Linked DNA regions of Sus scrofa: all the other regions are linked to region 2. A link is a contact called in public Hi-C data. All regions are on one chromosome and are shown on one strand. The core of a region is the stretch at or near the end of the contact, and the rest is flanking DNA. Distances in the headings are between cores, read along the strand shown.

Region 1 (4,359 bases), core at 1,251-3,750, 98 kb before region 2:
CACTTATGGAAAAAATATTTCTCTTCAAGTCAAGAAGAATGGTAAGATGTCAGAATGCTAATAAGCACTGAAGAAAACAAAAAGAAAATAAAATGTATTAGGATTAAAAAGGAAAAACAAAAACTAGGGTTATTCAATGTGCTTGTTTACACTGAAAATGCATAACAATAGGCAAACTAATAGAACCGCTAAGGCTTTGGTCAACTATTATTAACACACATACAAATAATTAGAAAATGTAGATTTTTAAATTTTTTTAAATTTTAAAAAATTTTTTTTGTCTTTTTAGGGCCGTATCCGCAGCATGTGGAGGTTCCCAGGCTAGGGGTCCAATCAGAGCTGTAGCCGCTGGCCTACACCAGAGCCACAGCAACACAGAATCCGAGCTGCATCTGTGACCTACACTACAGCTCAGGGCAATGCCAGATCCTTAACCCACGGAGCAAGGCCAGGGATCAAACTCTCATCCTCATGGATGCTGGTTGGGTTCATTAACCACTGAGCCACAACAGGAACTCCAGAAAATGTAGATTTTTTTTTTTTAAAGATAATTTTGCAATAGCAATAAAAGCTATTATTTGTGTAGGAATAAATCTAACATAAGATATGTACAAGATCTTTATGAAGAAACAAAATTTTGGAGTTCCCGTCAGTGACTTGGCCATTAATGAACCCAACTAGTATCCATGAGGATGTGGGTTTGATCCTGGCCTTGCTCAGTGGGTTAAGGATCCAGCATTGCTGTGAGCTGTGGTGTAGGCCAGCAGCTGCAGCTCTGATTTGACCCCTAGCCAGGGAATGTCCATATGCTTTGGGTGTGGCCCTAAAAAGCCAAAAAAAAAAAAAGAAGAAGCAAAATTTTATATTGGAAGACATAAAGGAGAAATGGAATAAAAGGAAAGATGTACCATGTTTATGGAAAGAAAATGTTATAAAAATGCCACTTTCCTACAAATTAATATATAACTTCGTAAAATTATGATCAAAATCCCATCAGAGTTTTTCATGGGATATTTCCAGAGTAGTTCATTTCCACTGAGGGATGGGCCACAGGAAAAGCCCCACAGAGCAATGACTGGTGACAACAGTCTCATCTCCTTTTTGCCATCATCCCAAGATGATGGGGTCTTGGTCTCAGTCCCTATTCACCCCAATAAGGTGATGAGCAGGGAGTCTTAAGACTGAGATATATTTCAACATCAACTGAGTTCTGTGTTTTTGAAAGAGGAGCCATGAAGAAAATTGGTTCCTGCCATTTCTATTGCTCAGGAACCAAAGCCTCTTCAACCCTTGGATCTGGCCAGCGAGGACATCATAAATAACCCCAGCAGTGGAAAAAAAAAAAAAAGCCTTCATTTCTTTCCATGAGTTTATAAATCAGTATGTTACTCAGTTATCCCCTGACTTCATCTAATATTTTTCTCCATCACTCCACCATTGGGGATAGCGTTCTGCAGGAAAAACTTACATTCTGAAGTGTGAATTTCATCCTCTTCCAATATGGAAAAGCAGGCTCAGAGGAGGAAGAGGGAGCAGTCACTGCCAGCTTTCTGCTTGGAAACATGCCATGGAAAGGCATCCGGGAAGAATCTCGTTGGAAGATGACTCTGTCAGGCCAGATCCAGAGTTTACGGCAGGCAGCTCATGCAGGAGACTCCAGTGATCCACTAGGAGAGGTTCCTTCTCCTCCTCAGTCTGAAGGAAGCTCTGTGACACAGCTGCAGTGGAAAGTTGAACCCCAACAACCGTACCCCTGGGTACCTGGGACCTTTCGATTTGCAAATCAATTTGTCACCTTTGAGCCACAGAATGACCCCGTAACTATTGCCATGTGAAAAATGGGGAATGTGGCGTTTTACAGATGGGGAAGCAAACCCAGACCCAGAATTCACATCTAGTAAGCAAACGAGTCAGAACTCCTGTCCAGATGTTCTAAAAATAGCTGTCCGGGCTCTTCAGTCTCCACATTCTGTACCTCATTGTTTTCTGGGCGTATTCCCCTGCGATCCCACCTGCCTCGATCTCTTCAAGCTGCGGGTTGGTCAATCAGTCCCCAAGGGCCGCTTTATTCACCCGAAGGCAGAGAGAGGATGTGGTTAGTCTACTGGAAAGATCGAGGGAGGGGCTTTTGGTAACTTAACCTTTGTGCCCCTACAAAAGTGAAAGGAATTTTAAAGCGCAGCCAACAACAAACACCTTCTCTGAGTGCTGGGCGTTCCTCGCAGAGCTGCTCACGGAGCGGGCACCTGGCCAGCCCACTGCTGCCACCTTGTGGTCAAGAAACAGAGCGCCTGTCCATTTCCCTTCGGAATCACACCAAGAAAGGAAGCTGAATGCTAGGACCAGAGCGATCTTTCTTCTGTCCTTCTCGGGTTCCCCTGACAACCCCTTCCTCTGAACCCTCGGTGCCAGGGCTGCTTAGGGGCTGGTGTAACCCTCAGTGGGTGACTTCAGAGCTTCCTCAGGCCTGGGCTGCCCAGCTCCTGCCAAGTCACAGCAGCGGTCACAGGGCCCTGTAGGTGGCACCTGCTGCCCAAGGCAGTAACCAGCACACATGGCACTCACCAACCGACAGACGAAACAAGGGTTTGATCGTAAAAATAGGCCAGAACCGGACACCGGAAAGCTGGATCTGCTTGGGACCCTGTGTCTGCTGGGGCAAACCATGAGCATCAGAAGTGGGCAGAAGACACACTGCTGGAAATAGAGCTTCTGGCAGATGGCCTCTAGTGACAAACACTGTGGCAAATTTAGAGGCAGAAGTCATTGGGGGACTTGTTCCCATGTCAGCAAGAAAACACTTCAAATTCTCAGGAGACAGTAAAGTAATAGGAAAGGGGTGCCTTTTGATTATCTGTTGGCACATGCTTCTAGTGGAGGCATCTAAGTCTGGAGAGTCCATCAGTGTTTTAAGATGTAGTGTGCAATGATTTTAGATCAAGGTATTTTTAATAAATATTCATCATAGTAATCAACTGTGTGGTTGTGTGATTCACTTAATAAGAATTTCAGACAGTTCTATTTCAAAGCACCATTACACTCTGTAGCTATGGGTCCTGAAGTAGATCATTTAAACTCTAGCTCCTGTTTCCCTACCTATAAAATGAAAAGACTGAATAAATCTGTATTTCTTAAAATGTGGCTTGTGAACATAGGTACATCTGAGTCACATGGTCTTATTAAAAACCCAGATTTTGATATTACTGCTCTGAGGTCTGATAGTCTGCACTTTAGTCCATTCTTCAGGTGATTCTTATGCACAGATCAAGTAACTCCCTAAACAAGGTGAGGTGGGATCCAAGATTTATGGAGATCTATATGCACCAGGCACATAGTAGATCTTTTCCTTCAAAGAGCCCACAGTCCTGCTTGGAACATAGCTGAGTGAACAAAAGCTCTAGCAAAGGACAACAAATGCGGTGGGGGAAAGAGGAGAGAGTGAGTGATGGCTGCGGGCTTCATCCCTGAGGGCTTCTTGGAGGCGGTGACACTGAAGTTGTCTGAAAAGATGAGGTGACCAGGTGCAGAGAGGGTGCTGCTGACAGAAGTCAGGAGGGGCCCCGCGGGCCTTGTGAGCAGCATGTGACTTTCCGTCCAGTCCTAGGATCCGCGGGGACCTTTAGAGCTCCGAAGCCCCACCCCCACAGTGAGGCCAGCATCTGTAAGAGGAGAGGAACACGCGAAGGATCAGCTTGACGTTTTCATTTGATCCAAAAATGGATCCAAAGCTCTGGTAATCTCATCCTCTCCTTCCAAAGCAAGGAGAGGTCAAGTCCTCACGGAGGGAGTGCCCAGCCCCACACGTGGGAGAGCCCTGGGAGCTTCCGAAAGCCTGGGATTCTGCATCAGCTCATTACTTTCTTAAGAAAGGAGGTTTAAATAGCCTCTTTTTCTCCTTATTTCTCTTTCTCTGTTCCCCCTTTTCCTTTCAATTTCCTTCACTCTCTAATATTTAAAACTTTACTTTCTGGAGTTTTTGGAAAGATGCCTTAAAAAAAAAAAAAATCAGCCCCACCTTTAGTTACCTGCTACATGGGATCTGATCCATGTTCTGAAATCTGCCCTCTATCCTTCAGCATGCAATCTGTCCAGGCCTTCGAACACAGATAGCCGGAGTCTGGGTGGCCTCAGCCTGGGGCAGACCCTGAGGAGGAGCAAAGCACCTTCCCTTCTATATTCTGTCTGTAGTGGTTCCCTGGAGGCTGCTTCTATCTGCTCACAAGAGCTCATTCTCACTTTTCAGGAATTTTATGAACCATTGTTACATATAGACATTATTAATAATTAAGCTATACACTTTATAGTTATATGCATAATGTTAAAACAAAATAATTAATGCTCAAAACTTATCACTCCTCA
Region 2 (4,310 bases), core at 974-3,473:
CCATATGATATCACTTAAATCTGGAATCTAATATATGGCACAAATGAACCTTTCCACAGGAAAAAAAAACAAACTCATGGACTTGGAGAACAGATTTGTGGTTGCCAAGGGGGGAGGGGAGGGAGTGGGATGGACTGGGAGTTTGGGGTTAGTAGATGCAAACTATTGTATTTGAAGTGGAGAAGCAATGAGATCCTGCTCTATAGCACAGGGAACTCTATCTAGTCACTTGTGATGGAGCATGATGGAGAGAAAAAGAATGTATATATATATATATATATATATTAATATATATATATATATATATGCCTGGGTCACTTAGCTATACAGCAGAAATGGACAGAACATTGTAAATCAACTATAATAAAAAATAAATTAAAAAATTAATGAAAGGTAAAATGCAAGGAGTTTGTATCATTGCAACTGTTTAGAAAAAATTGCCAGTTACTCAATGAATAGAGCTCATCTTTCAGAAGCCAAAGGGCTGTCTAGATATGCCCTGTGAGTGACTGGACATAAACCCAGCCCATCAGCCTCAACTGTATCTCACCAGTTGGCCCAGCCTGGCCAACAGAGTATTGAGAGCCCTGGGAGAAGCCCAGGAGTCCTGCACTGGTGGGGCCTCAACTCCCACCTCTGTCCTAAATCCATGATTTGGAATGAAAAAGTCACCGGTGGAGCAAAGCACCCTCGTGGAGTTCCTGCTGTGGCGCCATGGCTTGGTGGCGTCTTGGGATGGCTGAGATGCAGATTTGATCCTGGACCTGGCTCAGTGGGCTAAGGATCCAGTGTTGCTGCAGCTGAAATTTAGGTCTCATCTATGGCTAGGATCTGGACCTAATCCCTGGCCTGGGAATTCCATATGACCTGGGGGCAGCCAAAAAAAAAAAAAAAGAAAGAAAGAAAAGCAAGCAAGCAAGCAAGCAAGCAAGCAAGCAAGCACCTCCTTGTGACCAGTTGGAAAGGCCTCTGTGGCTTGCCCCACCCCCATGTCCGCTTCCCAAAGTAACATTGTCCCCGGCCAGGAGGGGCCTGGGTTTTCTCTCCTATCAAGAACAGCACAGGACTAACATCTTCAGTGATGATTCCCGACAACCCTCAGCAGGTACCGTAGGGATATCAGACCTGCAGGAAACTGTCCAATTTATAGCTGCTCACGTAAAAGCCATCAGGAGGATCATGAAATGATTCCTCCATATGGTGCCCTGAAGCTTCCAAAAACTGTACGAGAAAGGGGCTTGGAAGGAATTCTTTCCTTTTCGGAGACAAGGAGGGTTGAAGCCAAGCATCTGTGGCAACCTGGGAAAGACACTCCTCCCCGACCCCCACCCCCTGTGCATCCCCAGGGGTGGCCTGGAAGATCGTCTGTGTTGGGGCCCTGCACCCGGGGTCACTGACATCAGCGTGTTAGGCTTTTCCATTAACCAAGCTTATGTTTTCTAGTATAAATGAACTCTACAGTTACATTGTGTGGAAGCTTTGGGACACGGTTTGCCAAATGGAAAAACATTTGGAGGTTGGGAAAATATCTTGCACATAAATTACTGAAGGCACAGAGAATCTAAAAGAGGGATGAAATCAGAAGCCAAGGAAAAGCCGGGAAGGTGCCAAAGTAAAAAACGGAGAGAGACAGAGACAGGGAAAGCGATATAATGATTTCTCTTAATGACCTGCCCTCGGAACGAAAAGGCAAGTTTCTAAGCCATATTTGAGCCTCATAAAAGCCATGTGCCTGAGTATCGGGAAAGATCCTTTAAAAGGCAAGATCAGGCCCCCATTTTTCATCCTTTCTGAGTGGAGCTCTCCATTGATTATGTTAAGTGCTGGCCACGGTAAGGAACACAAAAAGCTCATTGTCTTTGACTGTGGCAAAGGCCGGTTACACACTTGTTAATTTCCTGATTTATGACACGGAGGAGATGGAACTCAGGGCAATGCTCCCTCTCTCCCTATCTCTGTTTTCTCTCTCTGTCTCTGTCTCTCTTTCTCTCTCTCTGTCTCTTTCCCTCTGTCTCTGTCTCTCTTTCGCTGTCTTTCTTTGGTAGTGGTGGTGGAAACTATTAAAACAGAGGCAGATCAGGAAGTTTGTGATAAAGAGAAGCCAGGCTCTCGTCTGACATACAATCTCTCTTGGCTTAAGTAAACTTGCTCCTTCAAGGCCTGCCATCAACAGAGTTGGGCTCACGTTTCACCACTAAATCTGAGTCAACAATCTCTAATCTGGACACTGGGTTCGGAATCCAGGCTCAGGTTGCACTTGGAAGCTGACAGCAGAGACGAGAGCAGAGAAAAATACGGCCTTTGTTTCTGGTTTGCTCGTCCCCACTGAGCCGAGCTGAGGTCATGTGTCGTTTTCTGTCATCAACAAGATAAAAGTTTGCACCTCTCTGGCCCTGAAATGGCTCTCCTGCCATTTCTATTAAGGCCAAGAAGCTCTCTGCCCTAGGATGGGAGGGCCAAGTTTGTGGAGAGCTGAGATTTGGAGTCCTTTTCATCTTTCTGACATGTGATACCATGACATAGGCAGCCCTTGCTGGGTTGCTATGCAGATATACAATTTCTGAAAAGTAACACCCGGAAAATGAAAACCCCAGGCTGGATTAGCATTTCACAAAGAACAGGGATAAAATGTGTAGCAGTTAGGCTAAAAAGCTAAAAAAAAAAAAAAAAAAAAAAAAAAGAAGAAGAATTAAAGTTTCATGAAAACAAACTCTTTTTTAAAGGATCAATAGGTATAAAAGTATCTTATTGCATTCCTGGCCTTAGGTCCTGAGCCCTAATCCAGCTACTGTGCATGAAGGGGATATAGTGAGGCAAAGGGCTGAGACCAGGGAGGGAGGTCTTGGTGTGGGCTGGGGGCTCGGGGTGCTGGGTAGCACATAATCTCAAGGACCCCTGATGGGTGCTATTGTTTTATAAAACCTTCTTTCTGCCTATGATTGTGTTCATTGTTTTTATTTTGTAGTCATCTTTCCCTTTTGTTTAAATAAACCTAGAAAGAAGCGAGGGTGGGAAATACCCCCATTGTCTAAATGTTCTAGCTAAAAATGCTTCAGCCCTGACCTTCCCTTTCTTGATCAAGGTCGAAGGGCACATCTTCCAGAGCTCACTCGCTCCAACACCAGCCTTTCCCAAACACATTCTTTTTTCAAGCCTTCCCAATGCCAGAAATGAATTTATATGGAATATTTCAATGGAATGTGAGGCGTTGGCATGAAAAACAGGAGATGGGAAATGATGAGGGGTTTTCCTTGTTCTCCCCGACCAGCTGAGGCTCCCCGTGAGGGCCTTCTCTGCAAAAGTAAGGGTATGATGGCCCCTCACCTGCTGCTCAGATGCTCTCGAGGGAAGCCCAGAGCGGGAAATGGGAAAGGGGGTTCTGAAGACACCCAGGTGGTGGAGGAGATCTAAGGGCCTCAACCGATCCTGCTCCCACAGCGAGGGGAGGCACAGCGGCCGGGATCGACCTGCCAAACATCTCAGCCCTTCAGCATGGAGGGTGCGCTGCGTGCCAGGTGCTCGCAGGGAATGCAAAAGTGAATCAGCCCCGGTCCTTGCTCCCAGGCTGTCAAAGGAAAGCACGTGGATGGAAATAAGCACCATCAAGAGCTTTGGAGTGAATCCCTTTGAACACTCCTGTTTGTTGGATCACAAGGTCGGCAGTGTTTGCCAAGAAGGGCTCTCATTCAAGACAGGAGTTGAAGGGAGGTCAGGTGAAGATGTGGGCAACTGACTCCTCCAATCGGGAGAATGGAACCACTGTGTGCTCCTCCACGTCACTTCCAGGGTTGATGCTCCAGTCATGCTCAAAGATGAGATGACATTTGTGGAAGTGATTGTTGTAAGATTCAGCCTCATGCCAGGTACTCAATTAAATGCTCTTTCGTTCATGCATTCAGGCGTCCATCCATCCACAAGAGGGAAGCCGAAATGTGAGTGTGCTAGTGAGGGCTAGGTATCCAACCTCCCAAACCAGTGGCAGGTTCTGCCTTCCTTAGCTTCTGTATGCTTAGCTTCCACATCTGTAAAATGGGAATCATGATAGCAATGACTGTTGGTTGTTGTGAGGCATAAATAAAATAACACAACCAAAATGACACGTAGGACATGTTGGATAAATGTCCATGAAGATTAGCCAGGGTTACCCTCCTTTGGAGGGTTCATGACTGCCGGTTTGGCCCAAGCCTGCATGTGAGGAACGGGTGAGGAAAATGAGCGTGATCCGGTCCCAGAGGTCTGGAATCAGGCTGGGATGACATCATCAGGCATGTGTCCTATTGGCTGATTCAAATTCAAACTGAGTTATAACC
Region 3 (4,464 bases), core at 537-3,036, 120 kb before region 2:
TTGTTTTACAAGAATTTTTCCATAGCTGTGAAGATCATTGGAAATGCCCAGAAGTAACCAGGGCCTCGAATTTAGTCATTGCCAGAAGGTCTTGAGAGATGGAGATGGTCTGCTTTCTTTCTAAAGAACCAGCCAGGTTTCCATACGTGTGAGCAGAAGGTGAGTGCTGTCCGATGTTCGTCCCGACCCAGTGCTTTTTCAACCTTCTTTGATGGGCTTAGAGGATGAGGAGATGGGACTCAACGTTTTTTTTTTAAACTTCAGATAACAAGACGTGGTTGGGAAGGAATAGTTGATTTTTTTGAAACAGCAATATTTTGTTAAGGAGAGGGATGAACACCCATCTGTGGCTGTGGTCTTTTGTTTGTCACAAACACACTCCAAGAACTGCGTAGTTGGAGTAGCCTTGCCACATGGCATAAGAAAACCATGCTGAGAACCGCAACGGTGAGCCCAGCAGATGGTCAGCCATCCAGAGGTATGAACAGTCCTGTTTGCATCTTGCGCTGTCACCCCAGCGGCTGGTCTCCCAGAGCTCCCAGCTGTGCTGCCTGGGGTGGGTGGATGGGTGGGTGGGGGAGCTCTGGAAGCCTCGGCCTCAGGGTGCCCTTCCCTCCAACTATTGTTCTAATCAGAGAGGCTTCCCCCACAGACGATTGGGAGCTGGATCTTTGGAAATCTAGCATTTGCTTGAAAGAGAATCCCTCTTATTTATTGCCACCAGTTAAATATTATGGAAACAGGTCTGCTAACAATTTGCTTTGTGTAATTTGTTCTAATGCTAATAAGCAACAGCTGGGACACTTCCTGTGGTAAATTCCTTTGTGGTTACAGTGGTATTATCACACATGGACTTCACCAAATCTGTACTTGAGAAGAAGGCTCATTCCGGCTCTCCCGAGCTGCAGGAAATTCCCCTGAGTTAGAAGCAGTTCTGGGCAAAAACATATTTTTGGAGGAGGGTTTGCTTCTCTTCACTCCCTGCTTTCTTAAGCAGGGCCCCAGACCTGTGCTCTTAAAATCCTTAAGAGCCTGGGGTTCTCCTCATGCTTGGCATTGAGCTTGATTTCCTCCAGAGGAAAAGACAGCAAGCAGAGCTGAAAAATGACAGCTTCCTCCAGGTCAGGGTGCTGTATCCAGAGTTGATATGGAGAGGCTGGGAGCGAGCCATCCGAGGCCAAGAGCTGTTCAGCAGTTGGTTAAGTAATGATGGGGCATCTCTCCATCCAGAGGGTCTAAATGTACCACTGAGACTTGCTCTGGGCTGCCAGCCCACCCTTCTTCTGCTCTGTAGCTCGACTGCATGACCCGAGCCTTAGAGTTGGTTCCATGTACTAGATGCTTGTTGCAAAGGCCAACACAAACATCTACTGGATCCTACTTTGGAACACAACCAACGCTTTGCTTTTCCAAACAGCTCACTATGAAATCGCAGACCCTCCCTGAGTGTCACTTTTCAGTAAGCATGTGTGACCGGAGGCTACCTCCATCCTAAGCGTGGCACCCCCAAATCTCAGGAAGGCTCTACCTCCCCATGCAGCACTGGAGCACCTTCCCCACAGCCCTGAGAAATGGCTCTGCCTGACCACTTCCCATTAGGGGGCATTCACTCCCATAGGAAGTGGCTTATTTCTTTGTTGGACAGCTCTGGTTGTGAAAAAGTTATTTCTCAGGGAGACACAGATGTCTGTGAATCACAGATGCTTGAGATGAAGCCAACTCTGCAGTCTTTCTCTTTTTAACAGAGCTTGTCCAGGCAGTCACCACGCCTATAATACAAACTGACATCAACGAGTAGATCCCAGCTCCACCGCATCAGGGTAGAGGAGCAGACAGTGTAAATGTAGGACTCAAATAGGTCATGGCCATCAGATTAATCAGCCCCGTCATGAAAAACGATTGAAACTCTTGTGGACACACACACACACACACACACATACACAAAGGGTGTCCTGGCAGGATCTTCAGTGTAGTTGTAAATCTGGCTGTGGTCACATAAGCATGTGAGTTATGAAAGCTTGTGGGAATAAATATCATTAAGTCCCTGTGCCTCATTAACTGAAGAAGATGCTCTGAGACGTGGAGGCCCTATCTCTTCATCGTCCTCACCGGTAATATAATAAACTAAGAGCTTTAGCTGAGACAGAAACAAGTTATCATTGATGGTAGAAAAGTAAACATGGTCTGTTGTGAATTTATGCAAGTTATGCAGTTTATGACGCCAAGCCCAAGTCGGTGTGCTTATGGATACATGCCCCAGTGAATGTGTATTTACAAACAAGGAGTTGGGAAAGGTTTGAAAAGGGATTGCAGAGGAGATTTTGCTCTCTAGAGCGTTCTTATTCAGAAGAACTATCTAGCAATGATGTAGAAATCAAACCCCAAAGTTCACATAACTTGTAGTTTATATAGTTTACTTAGGTAAAATTCTGGATTATGGAGCAGATTCTCTGAAAATATTTTAAGTCTTGGTCCTTGGAAAAAGTAGCTACTATCCTGCACTGTACACAGCACCTGCCACAATAAGGCACCTCATTACTATTCACTGGCTGATGGAATGAACGAATGCTTGACTAGTTTCCATATGTTCTTCAAAAAGCCGCTAGTTTCTTTTTGGACCCCATACCTTTACCAAAAGGAGGCATGCTGAAGGGACAGACCAAAAGCGATGAGGCCTTTCTCTGATTCCCCAGACACCCGAGGAGGTCAACCCCACAGTCTCAGCACCTTGCGTGTCGCTCTCCTCTTTTTGTCTTGAATGGCCTCCTGCTCTACTGCAGACATTAGAGAGCAGCAACGGATTCTTTACAGCTTTACTTTTAAGACACCTTCTCCTTTTCATTTGCAATCCATGGCGCCTCTCAGCAATGAGTAGGGTTTCCTTGGGCTGGTTCACTGCCTAAGAGTGGTGGTAAGTGTCTCCAAGAGGCAGAGAGCACTTTCCATGAGCCCTCATTCCCACTGCCTTACTCACCTTGCAGAGGATAGGTGGGTGCCGGGTCTCCCCACAGGCCACTGTGTCCTAGAGCTGATGGTAGCACGCCTGGGAGGGCCCAGCCCACAAGAGGCCTTCCCCATTCTCTTCACTCTTTTCCCATCTCCATCCTTGAAAACAGATTCAGAAAGATCGGGGGCAGAGTTCCTGTTGTGGTGTAGTGGTAACCCAACTAGCATCCACGAGGATGTGGGCTCCATCCCTGACCTCTCTCAGTGGGTTAGGGATCCAGCACTGCCATGGGCCATGGTGGAGGTTGCAGATAAGACTCGTGACTGTGACTTAGGCTGACAGCTGCAGCTCAGATTCGCCCCCTAGCCCAGGAATTTCCATGTGCCACAGGAGTGGACCTAGAAAGCAAAAAAAAAAAAAAAAGAAAGAAAAGAAAAGATCAGGGGCTTTTCCCTCCCCACCCCCCCCAAATGGTTACATAGGAGTGGTAAGAATAGAATCATATGACTGATTTTTTTCTCACTACCACACCAAAACTTTGAGTGTTTCACCTTCAAAGTATTCACCTCAAAAGCCTGAGCACATGTTCCAAGGATATTGTCATTGCTTAGAATATTTCTAGTGCATCTTTTTGGGGGTCTTTAGAAGGGCTAGAACACATTCTTTTCAAAGTGGAAAAGCTATCGTCACCTGAGGGTGGATTTCTTTTTTTTTTTTTTTTTTTTTTTTTTTTTTTGAGCCAAAGTCACTGGGATCATGTCTGATGAGCAACAGAGGTATCCCATTTGAGATGTAAACAGTGTGTCTCCTTGCTCATGTGTCTTTTCCTTGTCTGTTTTCCTTACTGGGTCAGATGGTTTGAGCAATAACAGCCATACTTCATTGTTAACTTATATGTACTAGGCAGGTGTCAGGATGAGGAGCAGCAAGGCATAGGCTACTTTGAAGGGCAGTGTCACTTGGATGAACATTCAGCACGTTCATTTTAAAGTAATCTCATTGCTGTATCTTTAGGCATCGTAAGTGCAGGGTATTGTGAGTGTACCTAGGACCCTGGAATGCCAGAGGACTGGGAGCAAGAAGCCTTAGGGGGCGTATGGACAACTCACTTCCTTCTCCGCAGCATCTCCCACCTGTTCTACTCCTCTCTGCTGGGGCGGATTATGGTGCAGTGCGAAGAAACAACCCCCCAACTCCCATCTCCTCATCTGGAAGAGGAGGTTGGCGTCCACCTGACTTGCAAAGGCATTTACAGCTAAGGCCAGTGGGGCTGTGGGCTCCTCAGTCTTCTGTTTTATGATTTCTAGTTTCTGCCACTCCTGCCGTCTGACCGCGTCTAGATATGTTCTCATTCTCTTCTCTTGTGGGCCCATAGCTCCTCCTCTGAGCCGCATAAGCATCACTCTGCTCTCCTTCCTCATTATTTGTTACTTTCCATTTCACTCTTCCTTCCTGTCTCCGTGCGTCTTTTGCTTCCTCTTTTCTGTTCTCTTCATTCCACTAGCTCAGATGCCCTG

The links. Hi-C and Micro-C count contacts between places; a contact is called where the count stands out from the background.
Region 1: a Hi-C map of skeletal muscle shows a contact between it and region 2, with 4 times the contacts expected there. The contact joins two enhancer-like sites. A contact is called at or near these places in 1 of 5 promoter capture datasets (liver), 7 of 47 Hi-C or Micro-C datasets (embryonic fibroblasts, psoas muscle, skeletal muscle and 1 more) and 1 of 2 datasets of contacts at active chromatin or transcription factors (skeletal muscle).
Region 3: a Hi-C map of fetal skeletal muscle shows a contact between it and region 2, with 2.8 times the contacts expected there. The contact joins two enhancer-like sites. A contact is called at or near these places in 13 of 47 Hi-C or Micro-C datasets (alveolar macrophages, brain, embryonic fibroblasts and 5 more) and 1 of 2 datasets of contacts at active chromatin or transcription factors (skeletal muscle).

Annotation. Positions count from the first base shown.
Region 1 is chr1:73,825,687-73,830,045 of Sscrofa11.1, reverse strand. The region is part of intron 1 of LOC102159995 (a long non-coding RNA gene); the gene reads left to right. Among named protein-coding and RNA genes, the nearest start is that of SCML4, 150 kb to the left of the region's middle. Within about 2 kb of position 2,500, at least 25 of the 83 cell types and tissues checked have an H3K27ac peak or open chromatin away from gene starts, as enhancers often do. A contact at or near this core is called in skeletal muscle, where this site is marked.
Region 2 is chr1:73,727,259-73,731,568 of Sscrofa11.1, reverse strand. No RefSeq gene overlaps it. Among named protein-coding and RNA genes, the nearest start is that of SOBP, 180 kb to the right of the region's middle. Within about 2 kb of position 2,223, at least 10 of the 83 cell types and tissues checked have an H3K27ac peak or open chromatin away from gene starts, as enhancers often do. A contact at or near this core is called in fetal skeletal muscle and skeletal muscle, where this site is marked.
Region 3 is chr1:73,841,888-73,846,351 of Sscrofa11.1, reverse strand. SCML4 (sex comb on midleg-like protein 4) reads left to right here. Exons shown (of 8, transcript XM_021090762.1): 8 at 1-4,464. Among named protein-coding and RNA genes, the nearest start is that of SCML4, 140 kb to the left of the region's middle. Within about 2 kb of position 1,786, at least 9 of the 83 cell types and tissues checked have an H3K27ac peak or open chromatin away from gene starts, as enhancers often do. A contact at or near this core is called in fetal skeletal muscle and skeletal muscle, where this site is marked.